Linked DNA regions of Mus musculus: region 2 is linked to region 1. The links are chromatin contacts, called in public promoter capture Hi-C maps. All regions are on one chromosome and are shown on one strand. The core of a region is the stretch at or near the end of the contact, and the rest is flanking DNA. Distances in the headings are between cores, read along the strand shown. Region 1 holds the start of F2rl1 (coagulation factor II (thrombin) receptor-like 1). Region 2 holds the start of Polk (polymerase (DNA directed), kappa).

Region 1 (7,324 bases), core at 1,408-3,907:
AAATGTAAAATTAGGGCTGAGGCTCTAGCTCAGTGGCAAAGTGACTGGTTAATACACAGAGGCCCTAGGTTTAGTGCCTAATACCTGGGCCACACCTGGTGTGTGTGTGTGTGTGTGTGCATGTTAGTGTGTATATGCCATCTTTTAAAGCTGTTAAAATTGTGTTACTGACCTTTACATGTTAAATCCCATACTTGTACAAGGCTTTCTAATTTAGAAATGTGTATTTTATGTATTCCTCATGTACAAAAGCATGGGAAAGATATAAATCAAAATGTTAGCAAGTGGTTATTTTAAGTACCAATGTTTAGGATGATTCCGTTAAATTTCTCCTTTCCCTGTTTTCTCTTCTCAGTGACCACATATTAATGTTATAATTTAAAAAAAGAAAATGTTATCGGGAGCTGGAAAGATGCCTCAGCATTGTACCCTCGTGGACTCACAACTGTCTGTAACTCTAGTTCAAGGGGATCCAACACCCTCACCCAGATATGAATGCAGGCAAAAACACCAGTGCACATAATTTTTCTAAAATTACATTTTAAAATGTTGTCTAGGTATGGTAGTGCATTCCTGTAATCCCATCATTCAGGAGAACAGACAAAAGTGTTGCAAGTTCAAGGCCAGTGTGGTCAACATAGACAATTTCAGAGCAACCAGGGATACACAATGAGACTAATTCAAAGGAAGAAAAGGAAGACTACAACAAAAAAACAAACACACACCCAAGAAGATCCAGTCTTAAAACTGAAATGGACTGACTGTGTGACTAGGAAAATAGCAACGGTCCAGCACTTGCCCAGCCTGTGCAAAGCCCTAGGTTGGATGCCCAGCATGGCAAGAAATCAAGAAACAAAATATGGAGATGGAAGAGGGGGAGGGGAGCAGGAGAGGGAGACAGTAGTAGTGATTGTGTCTGTGGGAAACTGACTTAAACGTCACATTCGCAATTCAGTGCCCCTCCCCCCAGCTGGGACCCTTTCCGAGAAACAATTTTTTGGGGGTGGAGAAAACCAAGCTCAATCTGCTGTTTAACAGGCCAAGGAGCACGCAGAAAGACCAGACCTAAGCGGCATGAGCAAAGAAGGCAAGCAAGGTGCCCCGTGTCCTAACCAAAATTAATTTAATTACAATGGGGGGGGGGGGACGGACCCAATACCTCCCGGTATCTAAAGTCTCTGTTACTAGACTAACTCTTTAGGAAAGTTACCGGCAATGGAGCATAATTATGCAGAGAGAAAAGCCAAGTTGGGATATTAAGTAGCTCGGGTTAACAAGTAACCCAATTTTTTTGTTGTTGTTGTTAAAATCAAGTTCACCACGTACGCTAGGAACCTCTACCTCCCAATCTCCTCACTCTGAAAACAGAGGAAGCCGACTAATCAGGGTATGCTTCCTATACTAGGTAAATCACGAAAGTAATCACCTCCAACCACTTTTTTTTTAAGTTTGCACACACTTTGTTCCTGAGTTTTTAAATTTCTAACTTTAAATGACAGGCAAACGGAGAGGGGTTGGACGCTCTTCTACAACTTAACGACAAAGTAAAAGTGAGAAATAGCCTTTAAGACTACAGCAAGTTTAGAACGGAAACGCCAGGCCGGGTTTTGCAATAGCGCTATCACTGGTAGCAAACACCCCCCCACCCCACCCTACAGCCTACAGAGGTCTCCGTGGCTTCTAGAAGGGCCAGTTCGAGCTCACCAGGAGCTGCAACGCCCAAGCCGGCAGCGGGCCAGAGGAGCACCGCCCCGAACCGCTTTCCTGCAGTTCGGTTCCTTGGGCATGGCAGCCTCAGAGAGAGACCTGGGTGGCTGCCAGTGTTCGCTCCCGGCGGCGGGAAGGTCTCGAAATCTCTAGGCTGGAGATTTCACCTGGTAAGGGTCCGAAAGGGCCCCTTCTACCACCACGTGACATTCAAACCGCCTGAGTCCCGTGCCCAGCGCATCCACTGCGATGCCAGGTACCGTAGCCCCGAGTGGGTCTTGAACACTGTGGTTCAACCCGCAAAGAAAGGGTTCAGTGAGTGGGTGGGTGCGAGTGTAAAACTCGAGGTGGGAACTTCCCAGGGCACGGGCTCCCACTCACTCCACCCATACGTGAGCCATCAAACTGCTATAATCCGGGGGTCTAGTAAGACCCTATAGGACGTAGTTCGCAGGGTCCGCGAAAACCAATTACTGACTCAGTGTTTGTAAAGGAACGACCGCAGGGAGGGGAGGCTGAGTCCTGCGGGCGCTCCTTCCTTATCTCCCCGAACCACGTCGACGAGTAGAGATTGGAAGTGCCCAGACCAGGATTGTTTCTAGCGCGTCTTTGGTGGCACTTAGGTGTCCCGGCTGATTGGTCCTGGTTAGGGACCCCCATCAAAGCTACAGAGAGTGTCCAGGGGGTGTGCCCGCCTTCCCCGATTCCCCCACCAGCCCAGAGCGTTCCTTCGCCGCTCGAGCTCACCCGGTGCAAGGTTCTCGGTCCGGCTGCAGGAGACCGAGGCCGCCAGAAGGGTGATACCTCCCAGCAGCCACGCCAGGCTGAGACTTCGCATCCCCGGACGTGGGGCGGGCGGGCAATCCGCCACCAGTGGTTCGAAACTCGGAGCCCTACTCTGAGCACAGGGTCCCTTCCCTTAACACGAGCTTCACTGAGCCTTCCTGGGGCGGGACCTGTTTCAGTGAAACCGGAGCCCCTAGACGCACCTGCGGAAGACCACGCCCCCAGGAGACCACGCCCCCTCGAACGTCCTACGCAGGCCACACCCCGGGCCACCTGGCCCAGCACAGCCTGACCGTAGCTCCCGTGTGCTGGCCAGCGTCCACTTGGCTGCTGGAGTCGCCTGCGGGTGAGGCTGGACCGGTGAGGTGGCTACATTGGAATGCAAATGACAGGAAGGTTGGGACCCAGGGTTTTAGAGCCTGGGCGATGTCCAAAACTATCTTTAACCTTTAATTACTTCAGAGAACCAGTGAGGTCATCCTGTGAATGTTAGAAAGTCTATGCTAGTTGCCTTTGTCTTCAGTAATTGGTGTGGAAGGCTTTGTGGTGTAATGGGCAGTGCGGGACCGATATGAAAGGGGTTCTTGTTGGTTATTGTTTTGTTGATTGTTGTCTTGGTTTGCCTTTTTGCGAAAGCTTTCTTTCCCTACTACCCACCTGACTTCAAACTTGTGACGATTCTCCAGCCTCGACCTCCTAAGTGCTGGGGTGCCAGGATTGTTCCACCAGTTCTGGGATTAACTCATCTGTTATCCAGTGTCATTAAACAAACCTGGATGTGTGGGAAGCACTAACCGCCAATGGTTCAGTACTGTTAGCTTGTCTAATGCCCTCAGCACTGTATGTGCCCGCTCCATCTGTCTTCCCATTTTACAGAATAGGAGATGGAACTTAGAATGTTTGCTGCCTCTGGGGTTACACAGTTCTTTGGCACAGTTTGTAAATGTCCAAGCTCAAGTCTATGACTGAAATTTGTCCACAACTTGTTGCTCTATACCTGATTCCACTCGGGTCTCTTCTGCATCGTGATCCCATGTTCCAAAGAAATATATAAGCATGGGTTGGGGTGTGTAGCTTGGTAGTAGAGCACATGCTTAGCATGTCCAAGGACCAGAGTGAATCTCCCCCACAGAGACAGAGGCAGGAGCATAAAGAATTGGAGACCATTTGGGCTACATAGTAGAACCCTATCTTAAAAATAAATTAAAACTAGGACAATAAGTCAGACTTTACTGTTGTTCAAGAAAACTGTGGTTTGAATTACAGAGAAGATACTGGAAGGATTCATAAACGGAAGAGACTCGGATGAGCCCAAAGCAGGTGTCTCCACGGAGAGGGGATTTCAATGTAGGAAGGGCTGGCTGCAGTCCTGGACAGCTCTGAAATGATGACAGAGTTAGAAGAGAGACCGGAGTTAGCCATTTCTCTCAGGTTTGAGGACATCCACCTGGCATGTTGCAGAGGGGTTCCACTCCAGAGGGAAGGGTCAGGCAGTCACTGTTGATAGTTATTAATATCTGCGCAGCCTTGAGCCAAGTGGTCACCGCCATGTCCCATAAGTGTGTAGAATGCAGCTTCCATCTGATGCAAGATCTGGGTCACACCTCAACATGCCTGATGGATGGTTAGTCTTCTGCCTGTTCATTCTGCCCCAACGGGATCACACACAGCCAGAAATCAAAGGAAGAGAAGCAAATGGTCCTGAATAGGCCATGAAAATAGAATGCTTCCTTTCTAGATAACAGAAATGGACAGGTAATGGACACGGACACACACTCAAGAGTGGTCAGAAAAAGCAGCCCAAGGGTTGAGACAATTCTCTTTAATGGAACATCTCTGGAGGGGTCTCCCGTGGCTGTGTCTCAAAGAAGTTCTTTGGGAATGTGAATGGAACTTAGCTTTTTCCTTTGTGTAGCCTTGGGTGTGGTCTGGCTTCTCTCCTTCTGTGCCTCTATAACCTTGGATAAACTATTCACACTATGTTTTGATTTCTCACTTATGGAAATGGGATTAGCATTTTGTCTATTTAAAGACACCTAGGGATAAAACGAGGTTCTGATATGAAGTAGAACAAAAATCTTTCCTTTCTCTCAGGAGTACCTGCCCCACCGCCTGTACCACAGCTTTCAGGGTGTGGCTCCAGGACCCTCCCTTCAGAAAATTGACTTCTAAAAGCACAGAGTGTAATCTAACCTAAACATTCCTTATGTCAATCAATAGGTGAAAGCGGCCAGGCGGTGGTGGCACACACCTTTAGTCCCAGAACTTGGGAGGCAGAGGCTGTTGGAATTCTGAGTTTGAGACCAGCCAGGTCTTTGGAGAGAGTTCCAGGACAGCCAGATCTATACAAAGAAATGCTGTTACCAGGAAGGGAAGAACTAGGAGAGAGTGGGGCCATAAGTTAGTATTTTAATGTGTTCTTTTTACATGTGTTTATGTATTTATGTAGTGTGTGTGTACCTACATACATGATCCTGGACAATTCTAAAGTAGCCAGTGATGACTCAAGGGACCACTGTGCAGCAGTGAGGTCCTCTGGGGTGTTTTTTCTATGGTAGGGTCCAAGTTCCTCTCTGGAGGGTTGATTCACTGATCCTGGGATAGAACATGGAAACTAACCTCTTTGTTCAAGAAGGCCCACGCCCTGGGTCGTCTGTTAACTGCCCTGGTGTATGCTGCTGTCTCTGCCCTTCCTGCCCTAAAACACCTCAGTTTGGATGATGCTGAGCCTACTCAACAGAATCCCATTCTGAAAAGGGCCAGCCTACTCCTGAAGAGAGACACCAGTTCATCTCTGATGATCCTCCAGTCTTTCCTACCTCATACAGTGTAATTACCACCATGTTATCTGGCCATGATAGTGGCTCCTTTCTTGTAGAGTGCATTTGAGGATGCCCATGAAGTAGCACCGACCTCGCCTGGCACAGAAGAGAGAGCCGCTGTTTGGTGATTGCCTTCAGTGAGAAATCCTTCTCTTCAGAGAACCATGTGTAAGCCTCCAGACGCTTCCAAGCTCCACAGACACTCACGTCATAGGAACTGAGTTTGAATCACCAAAATTTCCAAGAAATGGTTCTAGTGAACAATGCTATCCGTTAATAATTTCAAGATGGTGGTTTATTGGTCTGGGGATGTATTTCAGGGGTAAAGAGCTTGCCAGGCATACTCAAAGCTCTGAATTTCAACCCCAGCACCACCACAGTAATTAATTAGTTAATGTGATTGGAGGGGGGAGGGGAGTTTTGAGACAAGGTTCTCTGTGTAATGTTAGCTGTCCTGAAACTCTAGAGACCAGGCTGACCTTGAACTCACAGAGATCCACCTGCCACTGTCTCCCGAGCAGTCAAAATGAACAAATGAAGTATATTCATAGACGACAGTTTTGCAGGTGTTTTTCTCAAATCTTGCAGCTTTTTTTTTCTTTTTAATCTGATGATTCATTTGCCTGAACAGCCTTGGGGTATCTATTGCATGAATCTGTGAAACACTCAGGAATAGCTGACACCTGAGTGCCTGGGTGCCAGAGACAGGGGGCTTCCTGTGTTTTTCCACTCACTGTAATTTGAAGAGGACATTTAGACTGTGGGAGAAGAGGCAAGAAAAGAAACAGAGTTCTGGGCTGGCGGAGATGGCTCAGTGGGTAAGAGCACCCGACTGCTCTTCCAAAGGTTCAGAGTTCAAATCCCAGCAACCACATAGTGGCTCACAACCATCCATAACGAGATCTGACTCCCTCTTCTGGAGTGTCTGAAGACAGCTACAATGTACTTACATATAATAAATAAATAAGTCTTTTAAAAAAAAGAAACAGAATTCTGCATTATTCATTTATTTTGTTAAAAACAAGTGACTCTTCCTGGAACAGTGAAGTCCCTGGCCAGCTATAGCTGGAAGAAAAGCTGCTCGATTCATTCACCCATCCATTGAGCAGACATGCTCGATAAGGCTAGCAATAAACTTCTTTTACATGATAAATCCTTTAGTCACTTTCCAGGCTCCTAATACCCAACTTTAGAAATGATACAGTTGACCTCCCCAGGTCCCACCTGCCCTTGAGTCTCCTCATTGGCAGTTGATCCTCTGATGGTGGTACCACACTGCTGGCCTCTCTACACTCTGGGTTAATCTTTTGAGTTTCTTTCCAAAATGTGTATTTGTTCATTGGTTGATTGATCCACTCCTGTGGTTTGAAGTACTGTATATATTAGCAACTCCACAACTTTTTCTACCCTAGATTTCTCCAGGACAGACAGAACATATTCATCCAGAGACTGGGGAGATGGCTCTCTGACTAAGAGCACTGACTGCTCTTCCACAGATCCTGAGTTCAATTGCCAGCAACCACATGGTGACTCATGATCATCTATAAAAGGAGCTGATGCCCTCTTCGGGCATGCAGGTGTACATGCAGACAGAGCACACATACATTAAAAAAATTAAAATAAAATAAAATATTCACCTAGCATTTCCTTTGGGTAAGTCTCACACTAGAGTATTGATGTATTCGCCTAGCACCTCACCTTTCTTTGTACACTCTCCTCATCACTTCAGGCCATACCTCTTTCCCTCCAGTTCTTCAGATTAAGGGAAAAAAAAAAGACTTGCTTTGCTCCTGACTACTTATGTTCCACATCTGATCTGTCAGCAATTCCACTTGATGTCATATCCCAAATCCCACCCTGGCTCTAGTGCTGGCTACCTTCTGCATATATTATTACAATAGCCTCAATAGCCCGTGAGTGGACTCCGTCCTTTCATCCATCACCTTCTACTATCCCACCCCCTGCCCCGCAGTCTTCCCACTGCATAGCAGTTAGAGTAAATCTGTCGA
Region 2 (7,324 bases), core at 1,616-4,115, 1.0 Mb after region 1:
CACATAGCTTGGGAATGCATGATTTCAGCTGGGCTGGCAGGCTAGTGAGCTCTAGGGATGCACGTGTCCCACCCAGACAGGTCTGGAACTACAGGCGTGCACCACCCTGCCTGGCATGTCCATGGGGATTAGGGATGGGAACTCAGGTCCTTGTGTTTGAGCAACATCTTTCCAGCACCAAATCTTCCCACAATTTCTCAACTAATTCAATTAGCTACTTTCATATCCTTTTGGAAAATCTAAAACATTTTTAGAAAAATAAAAAAGACCAGGACAATTTCTTCATTGAATATATAAAAGCAAACAGCAATTAAATCAATACAGTATTGGTATAGCTATAAATATATCAAAGGAAAAGAATGAAGCCCAGTAGCAGGGCTATACATCGGGGTTTGTATATGTCATAAAGGTGGCATATCTGTGTAAGAGTAAGAATAGACTGTTCAGGATGGTTGCTGATGATACACACCTTTAATTGCACAGCACTTGAGAGGCACAGACAGGTGGATCTCTGAGTTCAAGGCCAGCCTGGTCCACAAAGCAAGTTCCAGGACAGCCAGGGCTACACGAAGAAATCCTGTCTCTAAAAACCAAACCAAACCAAACCAAACCAAACCAAACCAAACCAAACCGAAAAAAAAAAGTGTATTTTTGCCGGGCATGGTGGCACACTCCTTAAATCCCAGCACTCGGGAGGCAGAGGCAGACGGATTTCTGAGTTCGAGGACAGCCTGGTCTACAAAGTGAGTTCCAGGACAGCCAGGGCTACACAGAGAAACCCTGTCTCAAACCCCCCCCCCAACCCCACACACACCCAAAAACCCCCAAATCACTGAACAACCAACCAACTAAAACAATAATAGCAACCCCCCAAAACAAACAAACAAACAAACAAACAAACAAAGAATAGTCTTTAATAAAATGCCAGGTCCAAATGCCCAGTTGCAAAAAACCAAAAACCAACAATTAATTTCTTACTTCATTCTACACACTAAAGTAAACCCCATATTTTACAAGATCTAAAAATTAAGCTAATGAAAATGAGGAGCACTGCACAAGGATTAGAAAAGGCCCTATGTAAGACAGACAGCTGGACAGCGGCCATTTTTATTATGAAATAAAGAAAGCTTGTACCCTTCATTCCGGCATGGCTACTGCAGGGCACTGCTTTCTGCTAACAGTAATAATGCAAACCATAATTTCTAATGTGGTAATCTAATCACTAGACAAAAATCTTCCTGTACTTAAAATATCTTAGCCTCTAGTACAAAGGACCCATGCAACGGAGGCAATTTCTCAAACATTAACACTAAATACAAGGAAGCAATTTTCAACTGAGCAAGCAGGAGCTGGGTGTTGGTGGTCACAATTACTCAAAACCTAAATGAGTCACCAAATAAATTGAAGGTTCTTTTTAGAAATTAAACATAACACTGTTTCTGTGATTCTAAATTGCATTGTGAGGTGAGTTCCTCAATATTTACAACCACTTTCTTTAAGAGCAGTGATTCTAAAACCTAGCACAAGAATCAGAAATTCTATTCATATCTGACTTAGTAAGCAAAGCAAACTATCTAAATGCATACTCTTGTAATTTACAAAGTGGTTTGCCCTCTTCTCTCTCTCTCTCTCTCTCTCTCTCTGTGTGTGTGTGTGTGTGTGTGTACATATATCTCCTTGGGCTATGTTTTAACACCCTGATAAGGTATTCTTAAAATCTTTATCTCTTAAGGTTTTATTCATTTGAATATCTTTCAGTTATGTTTGTCATGATTTTACGATGGAAAATCATTTGTATCTGACATACAGTAGACTTAGATTCTACTGCATTTAGTCTCCAGGAATGCTTCTACACAAGAACTTCTCAGGGCTACTTCCTGTCATGTGGAGTGTAGGACTCTTCGATTGCTCCCAGAGTTTTTGTTTGTTTTGTTTGTTTGTTTTTTCTTAGTCATTGTGCCTTAACACCCCACCCTACCCCCAAACACTCAAAATTTCTTACTTTTCCATCTGGGTAGCAGGTAGAAATTCTTTCTGCAGTTAAATAAGGAATTTCAAAGTTGGAAATGATCAGGAATTTGATAGCTACCTATTGCCTAATTCCTTATTATTTAGTAAAACTCGCATTTTGATCTTAATGATAGAAAGTTTCTATCCAAGTTATCCTGTCTTCCGGGGAGGAAAAAGATGGTTAACATGGGTCTCCGGGGAGATACTTGTTCACAACTAAGAGAAAACTTCAGGATATAATATGACCCTAATTTCCTTTTTAAGAAGTTCTTTAAACGTTATTTGTTCTCTGACAACCTCAACATTAATTGCACGAGATAAAAATTCTATAAATTAACAGTGAGAAAATAGTCTGAAGGAATTCTTCCTCCAACAGCAGTAAACGTCAAATATTAAGTCTACTTCCGAAGACATAGACAGTAGTCCTTCGGAATTAACAGTGACGGTTTTAGAGAGGAAGCAAATCTTCAGTTTGCGACTGGAGAGATCATAAACTCCTAACCTGAGTGAAGCGACGGAGTCCCTATCATTTTTGCCCAGGCAAGTTGCAAAGATGTTCCCGGGCTTTCCGGAAAGCAGCGTCGCACAGCCCACCATCCTCACCTGAGGGTTCTCACGTCCCGGCTCGCTGGCTCGTCACAAACACGCAAGGCAGAATCGGAAGCCAGGCTGGACGGAAAGGGGCACGCAACTCTCAAAAGAAGCCCACTTGCCTTCAGAAGGTTCCCCTAGGCAACCAGCCTTTAGGCGCGCCCAGGACACACACCAGTTGCCTAGGATTGCGACTACAACTCCCAGGAGGCTGCGCGGCGGACGGAGCGCCAGCCTTCCCAGAATGCAGCGCAGCGGCTTCCCTGTTCAGCTTTCTCCTCTCCCGGCTCCGCCTCCTTCCCTACCCGTCGTCACCCGGGAGGGCCGGAGGTAGGGAGCGTCGCGAGCCGCCGGGAGGGGCCCGGGGCGGGGTGGAGGGAGGATGGGAGGACGGAGGGGAGGGAGCTGAGAGAGGAGGGAGGGTAAATAGTGGACCCGGCAGGAAGATGGCGGCTGTAGCGGAGGTGTGAGTGAGTGGATCTGGGTCTCTGCCGTTGGCTTGGCTCTTCCCGTCTTCCTCCCCTCCTCCCTCCCTGACTGAGGTTGGCATCTAGGGGGCCGAGTTCAGGTGGCGGCGCCGGGCGCAGCGCAGGGGTCACGGCCACGGCGGCTGACGGCTGGAAGGGCAGGCTTTCTTCGCCGCTCGTCCTCCTTCCCCGGTCCGCTCGGTGTCAGGCGCGGCGGCGGCGGCGCGGCGGGCGCGCTTCGTCCCTCTTCCTGTTCCCTCACTCCCCGGAGCGGGCTCTCTTGGCGGTGCCATCCCCCGACCCTTCACCCCAGGGACTAGGCGCCTGCACTGGCGCAGCTCGCGGAGCGGGGGCCGGTCTCCTGCTCGGCTGTCGCGTCTCCATGTCGGATAACCAGAGCTGGAACTCGTCGGGCTCGGAGGAGGATCCGGAGACGGAGTCCGGGCCGCCTGTGGAGCGCTGCGGGGTCCTCAGCAAGGTGAGCTGCCCCGCGGGGACCGTGGATCCGCTGCCGGGACTCACCTGCCGCGAGGCGAGGGGGAGCCGCTCGGGACCTGGGGTGGGGCTGGACTGGAGGCACCGACTGTCCCGGGGCGGGGGCTGCGGAATGTGCTGGGGTGCGGGGCCGAAAGGTCGTCTTGGAATGAGTGCCTGGCCAGGGATGGGATAGGAGGTGCTTGGGACTGTCCTTACCGCTAGCCCCCCAATTCCTGGATCCTGTCAGCTTTGGCGGAGGACCTTGGAAAGCTTGTATTAAATCCGTGATCTAGTTCGGGAGGCAAGGTGCATCTGGTAACTTGGAACCCAAGGCCGCAGCTGTCTGGGGTGTAGGAATCTGGGTTGGGCAACCCGTGGTGTCTGAAGAAGTGCTGGGCAGGAGGGCGGTGAAATCGACCTTTCAGACTGTATTTTGGAGGCCCCTACCAGAATGGGGGCAGGTGCTGTTCGGCTCTTAATTGGTGTAACTTAGGCAAACCAGTTGACTGGGTTTGGCCTTGAAATCTGAGATAGTAAACTTTGAGGTGTGAGTGATCTTTGGTGTAGGAAGCGTGTGCGGCACTTTTGTACCTTACCCCCTCCTTGTCCAAGTTCAGAAAAGAGCTATTGAATTGGCAAGCTGTGGATAAGAAATATTAATAGTAAGTTGGAACGTGTCAGAAGGAAGACCGACCTTTAGTTCAGGAAAAGGAGCGTTATTTAGTAATGCAGTATTTGTACAGAAAGGAAAGACATTTTTTGTTTTGTTTTGCCTCTGTACTTTTAAAAGCACCGTTTCAGCTTTCTTTCTTTCTTTCTTTCTTTCTTTCTTTCTTTCTTTCTTTCCTTTAAGCCTAGATAGAATTTATAGGGCTGGAAATAAGTGATCTTGTTAATATTTCACAGTGTGTTGTATTTTACGTTTTTGTTGTGGGAAGACTCAGTCTTTATGACTTCCCAGTCCTTTCCTGTTAAACTTTAAGAAATGCTTAGAGCAAGCAGTTAGTTTCCAGAGGGAGAATCAGGGCTGGTCCCTTAACAAGCTGGTCATAAGATACTAAGTCATGTGCTAATGCCCATTAAGAAATCATTCTGCTTCTAGTGTTCTTGAACATCATTTCTGGAATTGTCTGAAATTTAGGCTATTAAAGTATCTACAGTGTCCTAGATTGAAAAGGCCTGGGATAGACTTAAGAATGCCAGATGCAAGGCTTCCAAGTGTTAACTTTTATTTACATAGTAGAAAATTATGTTGTATTTAATTCTGTGATTATTTTTGAAATTTTATTGTGATGGTTTCAGTATTGCATCTTTATAATTTAAGAATCTACTAAACACATTGTGTAATACATTTGCATTTTCTCTTTTTAAGATTTGTTTATTTATTAAAGATTTATTTATTATTACACATAAGAACACTGTAGCTGTCTTCAAACATACCAGAAGAGGGCGCCAGATCTCATTACGGGTGGTTATGAGCCACCATGTGGTTGCTGGGATTTGAACTCAGGACCTTCAGAAGAGCAGTCAGTACTCTTAACCACTGAGCCTTCTCTCCAGCCCCACATTTGCATTTTCAAATGGTTATAAAATGGGTTCTTTGTCTCTCCTGATTTTGATAGTCTCAATTCATTGTCATTAGATGAGAACCAGACTGCCGTATTAGTTTTTTGTTCAAGTATTTTATGAAGCAAGTTACACTTTTGACTTGTTTGTTTGAGACAGGGTTTCCGCTGTCTAGCAATAGCTGTCCTAGAACTCACTTTGTAGACCAGGCCGGCCTTAAACTCACAGAGATCCACCTGCCTCTGCTTCCCTAATGCTGGGATTAAAGGTGTGGACCTCTGATGCCCGGCTTATTTTTGACTTGTTGATCATCACTTTTTGGATGTTGAACGATTGTAATGACCAATTAATAAAAAGTCATAAGCTCTGTGACCTACTATTGTACAGAGCAGTGTATGAAGTATAATGTGAATCTGAACCTGGGACATGACAGAGTTGTGTTTACTTAATCCTAGCACCTAGGTTGCTGAAACAGGAGGATTGCAAGTTTCAAGCCAACCAACCTACCTATCTACAAAAGGCTTTGTCTCGCAAAATCATTTTTAAAGTAGGATCCTATTTGGCTATGTCCGTGAAAGGGGAGTTGTTTTAATTTTGACTGTTTGTATATATACAACCAACAGTAGTAAAACTTTATTAACAGCTGTAAAGAAAAATTTCCTAAAATTTAAGAATTTATGGGAGGCAGAGGCAGGTGAATATCTGTGAATTCCAGGCCAGCTGATCTACATAGTGAGTTCCAGGACAGATAGAGCTACATAGTAAGACCCTGTCTTGAAAAAAAAATATGTGTATATACATGCATATATATAGTTCTATATGTGTGTGTGTGTATAATTATACCTAATGTTTTACAGAGATTTTTATTTTATATGTGTACATGTTTATGTATGCATATGTGTACCCCTGCTTGGAGACCAGAGATTTAAACTGAGTGCCTTTCTCAGTCTTCTGCCTTGTTCTTCTAGACAGGGTCTCTCACCAATCCTAAAGCTTGCCATTTAGCTAGACTGGTTTTAGTCAACAAGCTCCAGAGTTCCTCCTGTTCCACCTCCCCATTCCTAAGATGATAAGCATATGCCACTACTGAGCCTGGAGTTCTTCTGTGGATGTTAGGGACCAAACTCAAAGTCTTCATGCTTGCTTAGCAAGTGCTTCACAGTCATATGTCTAGTTTCTATTTTCTAAAAGTTGCTTTGTTTAGTTTTGGACATTGTTAGAGAGCAAACCCAGTGGCATCACGAATGCTAGGCCAGTATTCTGCTGTACTATGTATGGCTGCAGCCCCAGTAAAGGAACCTTATACTGAATAAGTCCATGCACACTGGATGATGCATGCTTTTAAGATTAAAGTCTTTTGAAATTTGAACCCTCTGTTATTTACCTGATAATTTAAGCAAGAGTTAGTTTTCAACATCTGTTCTTTTCCTTTTGATGAATTATGTAGATAAGTTCTAATATTAATCCATTTTCTTTATTGTTTCGTAAACTGGAATGGGTTTGGAATTGACTGGACTGAAATTTGTATCAAAAATAGGCCAATCCAAAACTTTTTTCCTTCCTTTCACATGGTAGTCAAATACCTCTGAGACATAGTTTTGTTTTGTTGTTGGTTTTTTGTTTTGTTTTGTTTTGTTTTTTTTGTTTGTTTTTCAAGACAGGGTTTCTCTGTATGGCCCTGGCTGTCCTAGAACTCACTCTGTATACCAGGCTGTCCTCGAACTCAAAAATCCACCTGCCTCTGCCTCCCGAGTGCTGGGATTAAAGGCGTGCACCATAGTTCTTAATCACGTCAGTTCCAGAAATACTTGATAAGTAGTAATTCCATGTAGTTATGAAATATAAGATAGAAAATGGTTGAGGAAGGTTCATACCTTGCCATGTAAGAGAAACTAAGCCTGGGTAAATGAGACCTTAGCCAGCTCTCCACATGATTGCCTTACATCACCATGAACTTGTTAGTTGCTTACTGGCTGTCTTGCTTGAGAGCTATGTACTTCTGGCTGGCATAGAACTTGCTCTTAAGCAAAAGCTAGCCTCAAACTTACAGGGATTCCCCTGACTCTTGTCTTCTGAATGCTGGGATTCAAAGTATGGACCAGCTCTTCTGGCTCTTTATCTTGAGATAGAGCTTTGTTATGCGGGCCAGACTGGCCTCTAACTCACAACCCAGCTCCCAGAGCTTCAGAACGGTCGGTTGCATGGACATGGCT

The links. Promoter capture Hi-C pulls out the DNA fragments that hold promoters and counts their contacts.
Region 2: a promoter capture Hi-C map of embryonic stem cells shows a contact between it and region 1, with 2.3 times the contacts expected there. The contact joins the promoter of Polk here to the promoter of F2rl1 in region 1. A contact is called at or near these places in 2 of 39 promoter capture datasets (embryonic stem cells and liver), 1 of 484 Hi-C or Micro-C datasets (embryonic stem cells) and 4 of 115 datasets of contacts at active chromatin or transcription factors (embryonic stem cells and stem cell-derived neural progenitor cells).

The regions. Positions count from the first base shown.
Region 1 is chr13:95,522,583-95,529,906 of GRCm38.p6, forward strand. It overlaps F2rl1 (coagulation factor II (thrombin) receptor-like 1), which reads right to left and starts at 2,658. Exons shown (of 2, transcript NM_007974.4): 1 at 2,455-2,658. The coding sequence starts at 2,545.
Region 2 is chr13:96,539,714-96,547,037 of GRCm38.p6, forward strand. Polk (polymerase (DNA directed), kappa) reads right to left here and starts at 2,866. Exons shown (of 15, transcript NM_012048.3): 1 at 2,614-2,866. Cert1 (ceramide transporter 1) reads left to right here and starts at 3,022. Exons shown (of 18, transcript NM_023420.2): 1 at 3,022-3,546. The coding sequence starts at 3,451.